Regions from separate parts of the Zea mays genome. Here regions 1 and 2 are each linked to region 3. Evidence: chromatin contacts called from public Hi-C data. All regions are on one chromosome and are shown on one strand. Each heading gives the region's core, a stretch centred on a gene start, on an enhancer-like site or on the middle of the called end of the contact. The rest is flanking DNA. Distances are from core to core; before and after follow the strand shown. Region 1 holds the start of LOC100278078. Region 2 holds the start of LOC103625964 (mitogen-activated protein kinase kinase kinase 1-like). Region 3 holds the start of LOC100216792 (Ethylene-insensitive protein 2).

Region 1 (4,106 bases), core at 262-2,761, 230 kb after region 3:
CAAGCCCGGCCCGTGTATTTGACCACATAAAATCAAAATATTACAACCATATAAAGTTCATAACTTACTAAATTAAAGATATTAAACAATTCTAGCATTATTTGACCACATAAACTCTAAAATATAACAACAATATAAAGTCGATATCTTACTAAATTAAAGAAATTAAATAGTTTGGGTTTAATTGGGCCATGCCGGCCCAAGCCCGGCCCATCTATGCGGGCCGTGCTGGGGACCCGACGGGCTGAAAATTGAGGCGCGGCCCAAGCCCGCCTTCGGGCCGTGCTAGCCCGGCCCAAATTATTTCGTGCCGGGCCATGCTTTGGGCTCATATTTTCGGGCCGTGCTCGTGCTGGTCCAAGCCCGGGCCATATTCCCAGCACTAAGTGCTACCATGCCAGCGGCAATTTTGGCATAAAAAGGGTGATTCCCTGTACTGCTGAGTTACACACTCCTGCTCAATTGGCCGGTAACTGTTCTCTCAAACAAAGTTGATCAGCAAATAAACTGAACTCCTTTTATTTTACCGAGATAAATGACCTGAACTTTTGTTTGTTCTAAGTTATCCTTTCAAACTCTCCCTCTCTCTCACGATGTCTAGAGTATGTTTGGTTCGAGCTTTCTGAACTAGATTCACTGTCAAAAATCTAGAATCCTAACAATAGATATAACAACGGAATAGATTTCTACCAATCTACGTATTCCTCTAATTCAATTCAGGATTACCGTATAACGCCTGGATCTATTCGCTGCAGCTCACGCAGCGGCCGTTGCTGGCTTGCTGCAGCCACTGTGTTTGGAAGATCGCCGATCCAAGTCACTACCACCCCTCCTTTTTACGCAAATCCAGCTGGTTCGATTGTTATAATCGAGAACACATTGCCGCCATCTCTCCCCGTCTCCCAGCTCTGTTCTCGAGTCTGGTGGTAGGGACGCCTGCCGTTTTGCGACCGCACAGGCACAGCTCTGCGCCGCGCAGCTGCAAGACGACACCAATGACCGGTTGGTGTCACGTACTACGCCTCTGCCTGCCTGCCTCCAGCCACTGAACCGAGCTCTGAGCTCGACCGGTCAAAAGCCGCAGCAGCGCGCCCCCGCGGTCCCGCGCGCACAGCGCCGAAACGACGCGCACCCGCCTGCCCGCGTCCGAAATGCTGCCGCGGTGCCGCCGCGCGGTCACGGGTCACGGCACGGACTCACGGCGGTTTCCCAGGCGAGGCGAGGCGAGGCGAGGGAGAGAACGAAAGGGACGCCAACGTCGTTTCAAAAATCATTGCATGCGAGGCAACGGTCGCCTAACCTAATACGAGTCGTACTCCTCCTGGTCTCTTGCGGGAAGCGGCTCGCAGCGGCCGGCAGCGAGCCGAGTGTCACGCTCGAACACACACTGACACCGCACAAAGGACTCGCCGCTGTTGATCAACATACGACTCCTCTTTTGTCCGCCGCGCGCATGGCCCCTCCCCTCTCCGCTCTCTCCTTATAAGCAGCCACATAACGGCGGCGTCGGCGAGGGCGAGAAGCGGCGGCAGGCAGACACAGCTCTTAGCTCTGCCCTGCAGTGCGCGCGAGCGCGACGGGGGTGCTGTGCTGCCGCGGTGGTGGGAGACCATGGCGACGGTGCCGGTGCCGTTGCCGTGGCCGAGCGTGAGGAGGTCGCTGCAGGAGGGGGCCGCCAGCGCGGCATCGTACGAGCGGCGAGCTCCGTGGCAGGGGGCGGCGCGGCCCGCGGCCACGGTGAGGTCGGTGGAGACGCTGGTGGTGATCGTGGCCGCGATCGTGCTCGCCGCCGTGCTGGCGGGCGTCCTCGCGCGGGTCTGTGGCGGGCGGCACGTCGTGCCGAGCGCCCAGTACCACGACGAGGAAGGCTGGGTGGAGAGGCGCTGCCGGAGCTGCCTCGACAGCGGGCTGCCGCCGCCGGAGCAGGGGGCGTCCAAGACGAGCGAGGCCAAATAGCGTCATTGTGCATTGTGGTAGTACTACCCTAGTAGCCTGCTCTGCGTACTAGTACTGTGCTGTGCTGCTGTACTATTATAGTAATACTACTAGCGTTTGTCTAGGCAATTCATTACTGCAGGCTTCTTATCAGCGTATGCAAAGTTTGTGTGTAATTAGAACAGCCGGGTCTGGCTGCATTGCTACCTAATTGTACACAGGAGTGGTACGAGGCTAGGACATCAGGCATTAATCCTCGTTGCAGTATTTTTATTGTACGATATATTGGTAGCAAGGAAAATTTATTAGGCTCCATTTAGTTCGAGGAACTAAAGATTAGTCCTTCCATTTTAATCTTATTTAGGTCATGTTTATTTCAGATTATAATCTCTCTAGATTATATAATCCAGCGCAAATAATTCAACAGGTAAACAAACACTAGATTATATATTTAGATTATATAATCTAAAGTCCAGATTACAATAATCTCATATAATCTCCTCAAGAGTAGCTTATTTGAGATTATTTTGGCAAAAGACCCACTATCCATGGTTATGTAAATAGAAATTACAATATATGTCATTCTTCTTTTCTCACCTCAAATCTCTACTACTCTATAGGACTCTAATGTAGACCACCCGTGCACCATGGTTCTGAATCGGTACCGTCTGTATCATCCGACGGCTCGTGTGCGTCGACCCCCCCCCCCCCCCGATCTGCCGAGCCGTCGCCACTCCGCCCCTCCAATTCTCCGTTTCTCACGCTTGTAGGGTTTCGTCACCTCCCTGCAGCCGCCTCCGTTCGTTGTCCGCACCGCCGCCTCCATTCCCCATCCGCACCATCGCCGTCCACGCATGTCGCCTCCGTTCCCCATCCGCACCATCGCCATCCACGCTGGTCGCCTCCGTTCCCCATCCACACCAGCGATTCTGCACCAGCGCCCACCACCCCCGCATCGCCCCCACTCCCGTCTGCTGCCCCGCCAGTCATCGTGGGCTCGGTCAAGCACCTCACGCCTGCGTGGGTCAGCCGTCGTTCCCGCTAATCTCCTTCGCTCAGGCACCAGAGTCACACCATCCTCGCTGTCAATCTCGTCGCAAACCCTCCGCCCCTCTCCGGTCTGGCACTACCACGAGCTTCCAGACCCCCCGCCCGAGAAATGTTGTAGCGTCTCATGCTGGGATGGGCGGCGTCAGCGCCGTCTCTCGCCCTGCTGTGGTCCTCCTCCTCTGGGTGGAGTCCTGCACTTCTTTATTGTCTCGTCTTGCTCGCTCGTCCCCTAAATCATGTCTGTGTCGCCCCCTCCATTTCACGAGTTTGCTCGCGTTGGCCGGGGGACGGGGGTCCGGAGCCTCGTGCCGCACTCCATCAGAGACCCTGCAACCTTTCCGCGAACGCTGTTGTTCCTGCTCCTGCCGGCGGCCTTGCTACCAACCCGAGCGTGCGTGTGTTGGTGGAGCGAGGCAATTCCAGTGCACGGCGTGGATTCAGTTTTCGATCAGTGAATTGCACATACAGCTACCCTTGAGTCAAATTGATTGTATCCGCTTGTTTCTAACATCTCCCTTCCACAGTTCCACTTCGGCGACCGGTGTGACGAAGCAGGTTAGTCTGTAAGTTGTTGGGCTGTGGAGCAACCGTTTCCTAATGGGAAATTCGATCTGGTATGGTCCATGGAGAGTGGCTAATTTAAGTCTGCAATGAACAACCTAATTTAAAGCTGCAATGAACAATACATTTTCCTTGGTTCAGAAATTTCAAAGGACCTGATGGTGGAAGTAAATCGTACCTATGCAACCTATATTCAACAAGCCCTAACAGTGTGCAATTGCAAAAAAACGCCAAAGTCTTAATTTAGGAATTTAAAGAAAGGAAAAGTTAACTTTCAGACAATTGGAGACGTGTGTTCGATGGGGGGGTATTTTGTGCTGACCACTCATCACACATATGCATGGCGCCCCAGCCCACGCACAGCCGCCCCTGCCCGACCGACGACCGCTGGTGCCGTCCGCTCCACGCCTGCGACCACTCCACAATGGTAAAACTCTATTGTCCTGTTCTGTTCCAGAATCACTAATAAACAAACTTCTTTCTTTCTTTTGGGTGGAAATTCAACATATTATGTCTTAGATTTGTCTGGTCTTGGTTGAATTTTATAAGCACGGGGTAAT
Region 2 (3,722 bases), core at 275-2,774, 220 kb before region 3:
CTCCGAGCAACTCAGACAGACAGTGAGCCGGGTGCCCGGATGCATGGGAGGCGTGCGCTGTCGCGAACATGATGCTCGCGCATCGCGCCAGCATCGCCGTGGCGCCTCCGCAGGTGGGCCGGGAACACATGCGCGTCGCTGTCGAGCGCGTAAACAAACGCATGTGTACGTAGTGTACGGGCCACGCCGGAGAAGGCAGAACGTCAGGCGGTCTCTCGCGCACGAAACACAGCCAGCGACAGGTCCGTTCTCCAATCAATATTACATGCGAAAGTTTCCCAATCAATATTACCTATGACATATAGGACCCCATTAATTAAGACGTATGACAGATCTCTATAAAATTAAGTAAAAAAATTAAGAAATGGACTATCTACAAAGAGTTTGTCTATTTATGACTTTCTATAATTATTATTTTTTAACTGTATTTATGATCTAATGGTTCAGAGACCAGAGTTGTACCATACATTCTCTTAGGACATGTACAACCCAATTGAATGAGGTGTTTTGAGAGGTCTCTAGCAGACTAACTAATAACTATTGCACTAGTTAAATCAAAGTAGCTAATATCTACCAACAGTACTTATGATCTATTAGCTTGCCAACTGTTAGCAGCTAGTGAATCCAAACAAATCCTAATTGTCAAACTCATAAAACCTATTGATTGGTTTATCAAACTAAGCCCTATAAACTATTAGTAGCTGGAGGATCAAAACATGGCTGCAATAATAGCTTATCTAATAGCGCCACAAATAAATTGATATTAGCTGATTTCCTCCTTAATAGCAAATAGTAACAATTAGCAGACTTTCGACCTTAAGATTGTCTCCAGCAGATCGTACAGATGATCATATGAAACAATGCTTATATTATAAACTCAGAGTTTAGTTCGAAACACAAGATAAGATGAGAAATATGATGGATAAACGTCTAAGGCCACCTGTTCAACCAAAATCCCCACGTGCTGCTTTCCGATCCAAAGGCTTTGTTGGATTCGGAGTAGCGTCTGCTGTGCTATCGCAGATTCGCAGTACCGGAGGCCGGAGCCAGGCAGCCAGCTCCTTCCAAGTGTTCTTGCCTGCCTCACCGGCAACCGTGCGCCGTGCGCGCCATAGCCGTTGACACTCGACCGCGCGGAGGATCAGGCAGGCAGCACACTGACCTCACATCCACGCCAACGGCAGCCATTTACTGTGTGTTCTTCCACTGACGCCCGGGCCCTAAGTGGGTCCGGCTCGACCCCCTTCTTTAATGCTCCACCTCTTGGTCGTCGTAGTCAACCCGCGTCTGGACAGTCGTCCGCCACTTCCTTAAACCCACCCAAGGATCAGCCAGCCGCTTGCCTCCATGTCCCTTCCACTGGGCCATGCGTAACTGCAGGCAACCTCATGTGTATATTGTAGCAAAGGGAATTTTCACTTCCCACCACTACGCCACGGCAGTACGGCACACGCCATAGCCCTTCCCGCAAGCAGCCGAGCTCCTCCCCAAATCCTTCCCCGATGCTGCGGCGCAACAGCGAGTGCGAAATCGAGTCCGAGCTCTGACGCGCTCGCATGGAGCTCTGGTTCTAGGTGTGGGCTGCGCTCCTCGTATGGATCCAGATGTTCTCGTGGAACCGTAAGCAGTCCTCCTCCTCCGGCTCGCCCTCGCCCTCCTCCTCCTCCGGCCGCCGCCGCGGCGGGGCGGACGCCTCCATGGACTCCAGCAGCCGCGGCGGCGGCGGGAGCGGGAGTGGGAGCGGGAGCCGCGGACGGAGCCCGCGGTTGGATCGCCGCAACGCGGTGAAGCGCGTCGACTACGAGGCGGGCGCGGGGGCGTCCGTGTCGGTGGCCGCGTCGTGGTCGTCCTCGTCCTCCGCGGATCAGCAGCGTTCGCCGGGCCCGGGGCTCCAGCCTTCGCGCTCCCTAGACGTTGCCCCCGGAGCGGACCTCCGGATCAGCGGGAGCGTAGAGGGGGAGGTCGACGAACTCTGCCGCAGCCTGGGGCTCTCGGGGCCCGAGGATTTCGCCATCCCCGTCGCGGCCTGGGAGGCGCGCAAGTCGCGGTCTAACTCCGACCTCCTCCCGCGCTCCCACCCCGACCCGTCCACACCCGCCGACGAACCCTCGCCAATTGCGCGTGTGGTCTCGGCGCCTGATGTTCAGCCGACTCGCTTCGTCCCTGCCCCCATTCCTGCTACTGTTGCGGCGCCCGAGGAGTCACCCAAGGCTGCCCCTGCCGTTGCTGTTGCGGCTCCCGTCGGGGGTTTGCCCCTGCCTTCGCCAAGGAGGGGAGGCGGGGAGGTAGGGATACGGGGTGCACGGCCGCCTTTACTCTCCCCGCCTCCGCCAATTGGTGCACTCGCTCCTCCGCCGGTGAGGAGGTCCTTCGTTGACGATGACATGACTAGGTCCGCTTGGGACATTGTGCAGTCGTTTGCTCCCAGGGAACAGGGAAGTGAACCGGGAGAGCGTTTGGACACTCGTTGCAATTCGGACACAGAGGAAGAGAGTGAGGCTGAGGATGGGGTGGCAGCTGTGGAGGGCGAGCTGAAAGAGTTGAGGATAGGAGAGACCTTCGAGGGGCTCACTGGAACTTCTTCATTGTCAACGACAAATGATGATGATGCGTCCAGTACAACCACGGAGGCCATGTTCATCATCTCACCGAATGGCAAGTTCAAGCGTAAGATTAAGTCATGGATGCGTGGTGCTCTTCTGGGAAGCGGCTCATTTGGGATGGTGTACGAGGGGATCAGTGAGTAAGTGCCAGTGCTTTTGAATATTACTTTGAGCTCAAATTGTTTGCATAGTTACTTTGTTACTCATCAGACACCGCAAAATATACGACATCCTTTGGTCTAATATGGCATATTTATAAGTTGTCCTGTTATTCAAACTTAGTCCAAATAGCCCTTTGTAACAAGCTTGAACAGCTCTTCCATCTGGCGCCTGAGTTTTCTTCCAGTAATGTTTTAGGTAGTGAAGAGGACGCTATATTTTCGCAATTTATTTAGTATATATGTAGTGAATCGAACTAAGGTTTCATAGCTTGGCAAGGAAATTGGAATATGGGTCACAAAGTTTTCACATTGTGGAATGAATATTTTTTATTTATAGAGAGCACACTTCAAACTGGCACATTAAAAAGACGAAGGTGTGGTTAACAATAGATTCTTTAGTAACCTCTTTTATGCGCAAAGCACTAAGAATGCACTGACCGACATATCAAAATAGGCAGAGTGTCGCCCCTTGGTCTGTCCTGTCTCAATCAATAGTCACCACATTTGTCATATGTTGGTAACTTGATTTATTGTTTTTCTGAATAAATGCCGATACTGCTATTTATAATTTGCATGGTTTTTCATAGTTATGAACTTATGGCACCATTGGATTTGTATGGTAACAAGTACTCTCACAACAGATCTTTATCTATTGATTTCCAAGTAATGCTCCAGTAAACTTCATGGTAATTTGTCTTGAAAAGGATCTTTGTAGTTGGAAATCTCAACCTTTTGAAGATGTAGTAACTGATTATCAATAAATATAATTCCTAGTAGGGATGTGTGTGCGCGCGCGCTAAGAGTTTCTACTCTTCCTCTCCATGCATCGTTTCTACTCTCTTCTTAATGATACACAGTTGCCTACATGTTTGAGAAAAAATGTCGATAAATGGATGATTTTCTTTCACAAAAATACTTTACAAATTGAATGTTTGTTTCACCTAAAAAAGATTCTTAG
Region 3 (4,002 bases), core at 733-3,232:
CGGTCCGTCTGTCCCTCCACTCCCCAAGCATAATTCCTAACCGGTTTTACTGAGAGTAGCAGTACGTAATGAATTAGAGATACGAATCCTAATTGGTTTACTGTTGTGATGAATTAGAATAAGAATCCAAATTAGTTTACTGTCTCGTCCTTGACCCGAACTCACAACATGTGAGTAACTGAGTTAAAATAGGGCATGTCCAACGAAGTATAGAGTCTGATTCCAAGATGTATTGGAACGGATAATGCAATACACATGCATGTTTGCTTGTTGAAAGATAAGAGACAAATGATACCTTAGTTTCCTATTATCTGTACTGTCATTATATCCATGAAACCGAGGTTATTGTGAGAAAATACTGTATATTTTAAAGTCCTCACCAGCAACCCAGAAATAATCTTAACAGTAAGAAGTAAATACAGGCACAGAGTAACTAAGTTACATTATATTTCACTCAGAAAGGGATACGCTTCTTTTTAGATTCTGAGACAAACATTCAGAACTTGAGAATCCAAGCCTGCCCTTGTCTACTCAAAGATAAGTGCCAGGTCCATAGACCATAGATGAGATGCCAAATCATTGTTATGAATTGCATAAGAAACGCAACATTTTCAAGGTTATGCTAAGCACTACTATGTCAACTAAAATTAGTGAGATCTCTGCACAGTGGTTGTATTGACTGGCAAGAGTTCCACGAATTATCTCTGCAACGGCAAGAACAAGAAAGATCACAGTAAATCGTACCTCTGCAAGATTCTTCCCAGTGACCATGCCGATACACGTTGACAGATATTGGAATAAAATGGCTGAGAAATTGAAGAACAGCACCAGTAGCACAAGATCATAGCCGAACCGAGATCCAGCATCCACTGCTACCAACCACTTTCCAAGGTCAATATATGCCATCGAAATCAAGAGCGTTGGTCCAAGGGTTTGGAAAAGTTTATGTTGAGCATCCCCAGCAGCCAGAGATTCTATACTATGCACACTATTCATGGTGCAGAAATAATGTTAATCAGCGAAAGTATGGAAGACACCAGACCACTAAGCTTAATAGCGAACAGTAAACCAAACTCAGGCCATCTTGACTCTCTTTACGATCCAATTAGTCGATTGCCACTCCTCAGAGAAGATGATCATCCACAGCACTGTAAAAACCAAGGGATGTGGACTTTAACTTGCTTCACAAAGAGTTACACCACATAATTCTTACAGGGATGTGGGCTGCTATCATACTATGGCTAAGAGCCTAAGATGATAACATGTATGCCCCTTATGGAAATTATAAGAGCACTGTATAAGCAACCATGAACTAGTGATGAGGTGTCTTCGTAGTTCCTCCCAACTGAAACCTCAACAGTTAAGACCGAGCCACCTGCAACGTGATCAGAACATATCATATAGAAGGCAGCAAGTAGTCAGACAGAATCCTCTTCCAAATAAAGTGTAGTAATAAAACCCCAAAAGAACTTATATAAAAAATAAAGGATGCCTCCGAAGGGGCAAACCCCTTTTTCAGCTGTTACCTTTTATTCCAGAATTCCCCCCTTTTCCGCTTGGAATTCCCCTGCCACGAGAACTCTACAACAGGAGCGAGGTGAAGACCGAGAAATGCGCTGTAGGAAAGAAAAAAAAACTGCGAGCCCTACTGATCGTGAAAGCGGATTTCTGGAAAGCTTTGGGGATCTTTCTACGGTGCCTTCCTTGGCTAATGCGAGAGAAGAACGGAAGAAGAAAACTGGCTCCTCATCTTATTTGCTCCTCGAACATACCTCGGTGGGCGAGAGACCATGGCGGGGAGCAGGGATGGGCCAACGCGTCGCAGACCGAGATAGAGGCGGCGGGGTGGTGGCGGTGAGCAGTAAGACGTGGGAGGCGTGGAGAGTGTACGACCCCAGCTAGGAAGAGCGGTGGCATTCGCAGGGCCGGCAAACCGCCAAAGTCGGCGGGCGGCGGCATCAGGAATACAGTACACATGAGTACAGTACTCCATGACACCTGACGGCTTGTTCGTTTGTATTGGATTGCGTCCGGAATCGTTTGAGCTAATAAAAATTTATACAAATTAGATAAGCAATCCGGTTAGAAATCGTTTCGACCCACCAATCCAGCATAAAGGAATAAGCCCGGGACAAAAACGAATACCCGTGTCATCGTCTTCGGAACCGGCAACACTCACATGCGTGAACGGACGGAAAAAGTAGTCCTATTTTATTATCATATTGGAATCAAATGCCTATTACTTTTTTTTGAAGTATAAGTTTTGGCTGGAGACTGATAGGCTAAGAAATGAACTGACGAACTTTATTATTAACCAAGAATTACATACATGACAACAATATTCAAGCGTGGACTCCTCTCTCAACCCTACAAAGATCATGGTATGATCTCCATCCCCTACCCTGAGACTGACAAAACCAATGAAGAAACACATCGCACGGCGCAGCACAACAATTTACTACGAGACACAATCTGCCCAGGCTCATATGGAGATGCTGTTGGGAATGCCCATGGCAGTAAGCCCCTCGGCCTTCTCGCCGGTAACGTCCGACGTGTTGGGGTACAGCAGCATGTACGGCATTTCCACAGGCCCCTTCCGGTTCTTCAAGTCCGGACTGTCGTTCATCGTCTTGATCCGATTCTCAATCTGCACCAGCCGGCTCCCGAATCTTTTGAACGCATCCAGCGCCTTGGCGTCTGACGTCCAGCGATCAGGCTCGTCACGCTGGCCGAGGTACACCTCGTCGGAGGAGTGCTTGGAGAGGATCTCGATGAGCGAGATGCCCAGGATGGTCTGGAACTGGCTGGTGATGGTGCGGATGAACACCATGTCCGCCTCCTTCTGCCCCGCTCCCAGCTTCTTGTAGTCGTGGCTGCCTGGCTCCGGCATCGGGCGCCGGCTGGCCGTCGGCCGGTTCGGGAGGTACCCGGCGTATGGGTACTGCCCAAAGTTGACAGCCGCGTGCAGCGCGGATGCCACCCAGATGATGGTCGTGCACGCCCTAGCCAGCTGCTGGACGGTGTCCATCCTGGGCCACCAGTCTCGGTCCTTGAGGTCGCCGTGCGCCTCCTCACGCACCTCCTTCCACCACGCCTGCAGCTCCACGTCACGCTGGAGCTCGCCGTCGTTAGGGTAGTAGATGTCCAGGTACTCCTTGACCCACCGCTCGATCGCCCACCAGATGACGAGCCCGTCAACGGCATAGGGGTAGTCCTTGATCAGCAGTCGGACACCATATGGGCTTGACTGGTCCGGCACAGCCACACCTCTGAACGCACGCAACCACAACCACGTCAAGAACCGAACAGTTTTCTATAGGCGTTTAGTGCTGCTCACCTCAGTGTATTGTCTACGTACCTCTTGACGAGATCTGCTGGGAGAGCCTGCTCGTTGAAATTCCAGCTCTTGTACACGTCTGCCGACATCCCCAGCGCGTACTTTGCAGGGAACACGGTGCGCTCGAAGACGCCGCCGGCGTTGATGAGTGTCTGGCGTGCCAGGGCGTTGATGTTCAGCGTGTCACGGTAGTGCGGGCTCAGCAGCTTGTGCACGGGATGCACCACGCTGAGCTGCCGGTTTGTCGCGATTACGAACGGCTCGATCACCGCGTGCGTGTTCAGCCTGCAATGCAATGCAAGCCACACAATTAAGATTAGTGCTTCAGTTATCTATGTACATTAATTAATTAAAAGGAAAAAAAAAGAGAAAAAGGCACCAGAAACATTTCTTATACCAGTGGCTGATCAGCTGATGCCAGGCAGAGTCGTTTACGCAGGCATAAGCCTTGGCGAGCTGCCAGACGTGGCCCTCGACGCCGGTGTGAGCCGGGGTGTACACCTTGCTGACCGCGCCGCGCTGCTGGCCGTCAGGGTGGGGCAGGCTCAGCTCGATGGCCAGGGGCTTCAGCGTGCCATCGTCCTTCAGGAACAGTAGGGTCCTGCTGGCGTAGATGAAGTTCCCCTCCAGCTCGTTGATCTCGTCGAGGTACGGCATGAAATGGT

The links. A called contact is a pair of places that touch in the nucleus more often than the background predicts.
Region 1: a contact with region 3 is called in a Hi-C map of ear, with 2.0 times the contacts expected there. The contact joins the promoter of LOC100278078 here to the promoter of LOC100216792 in region 3. A contact is called at or near these places in 2 of 25 Hi-C or Micro-C datasets (ear and leaf mesophyll).
Region 2: a Hi-C map of tassel shows a contact between it and region 3, with 2.0 times the contacts expected there. The contact joins the promoter of LOC103625964 here to the promoter of LOC100216792 in region 3. A contact is called at or near these places in 2 of 25 Hi-C or Micro-C datasets (ear and tassel).

The regions. Positions count from the first base shown.
Region 1 is chr5:13,092,884-13,096,989 of Zm-B73-REFERENCE-NAM-5.0, forward strand. LOC100278078 reads left to right here and starts at 1,512. Exons shown (of 1, transcript NM_001151473.2): 1 at 1,512-2,188. The coding sequence starts at 1,612. The coding sequence ends at 1,956. It overlaps LOC100216642 (a long non-coding RNA gene), which reads left to right and starts at 2,658. Exons shown (of 7, transcript XR_004849356.1): 1 at 2,658-3,973.
Region 2 is chr5:12,640,109-12,643,830 of Zm-B73-REFERENCE-NAM-5.0, forward strand. It overlaps LOC103625964 (mitogen-activated protein kinase kinase kinase 1-like), which reads left to right and starts at 1,525. Exons shown (of 9, transcript NM_001301613.2): 1 at 1,525-2,743. The coding sequence starts at 1,605.
Region 3 is chr5:12,863,278-12,867,279 of Zm-B73-REFERENCE-NAM-5.0, forward strand. LOC100216792 (Ethylene-insensitive protein 2) reads right to left here and starts at 1,983. Exons shown (of 8, transcript NM_001359500.1): 1 at 1,773-1,983; 2 at 1,527-1,581; 3 at 745-1,375. The coding sequence starts at 996. lox5 (linoleate 9S-lipoxygenase5) reads right to left here. Exons shown (of 9, transcript NM_001112505.1): 7 at 3,735-4,002; 8 at 3,359-3,622; 9 at 2,284-3,269. The coding sequence ends at 2,483.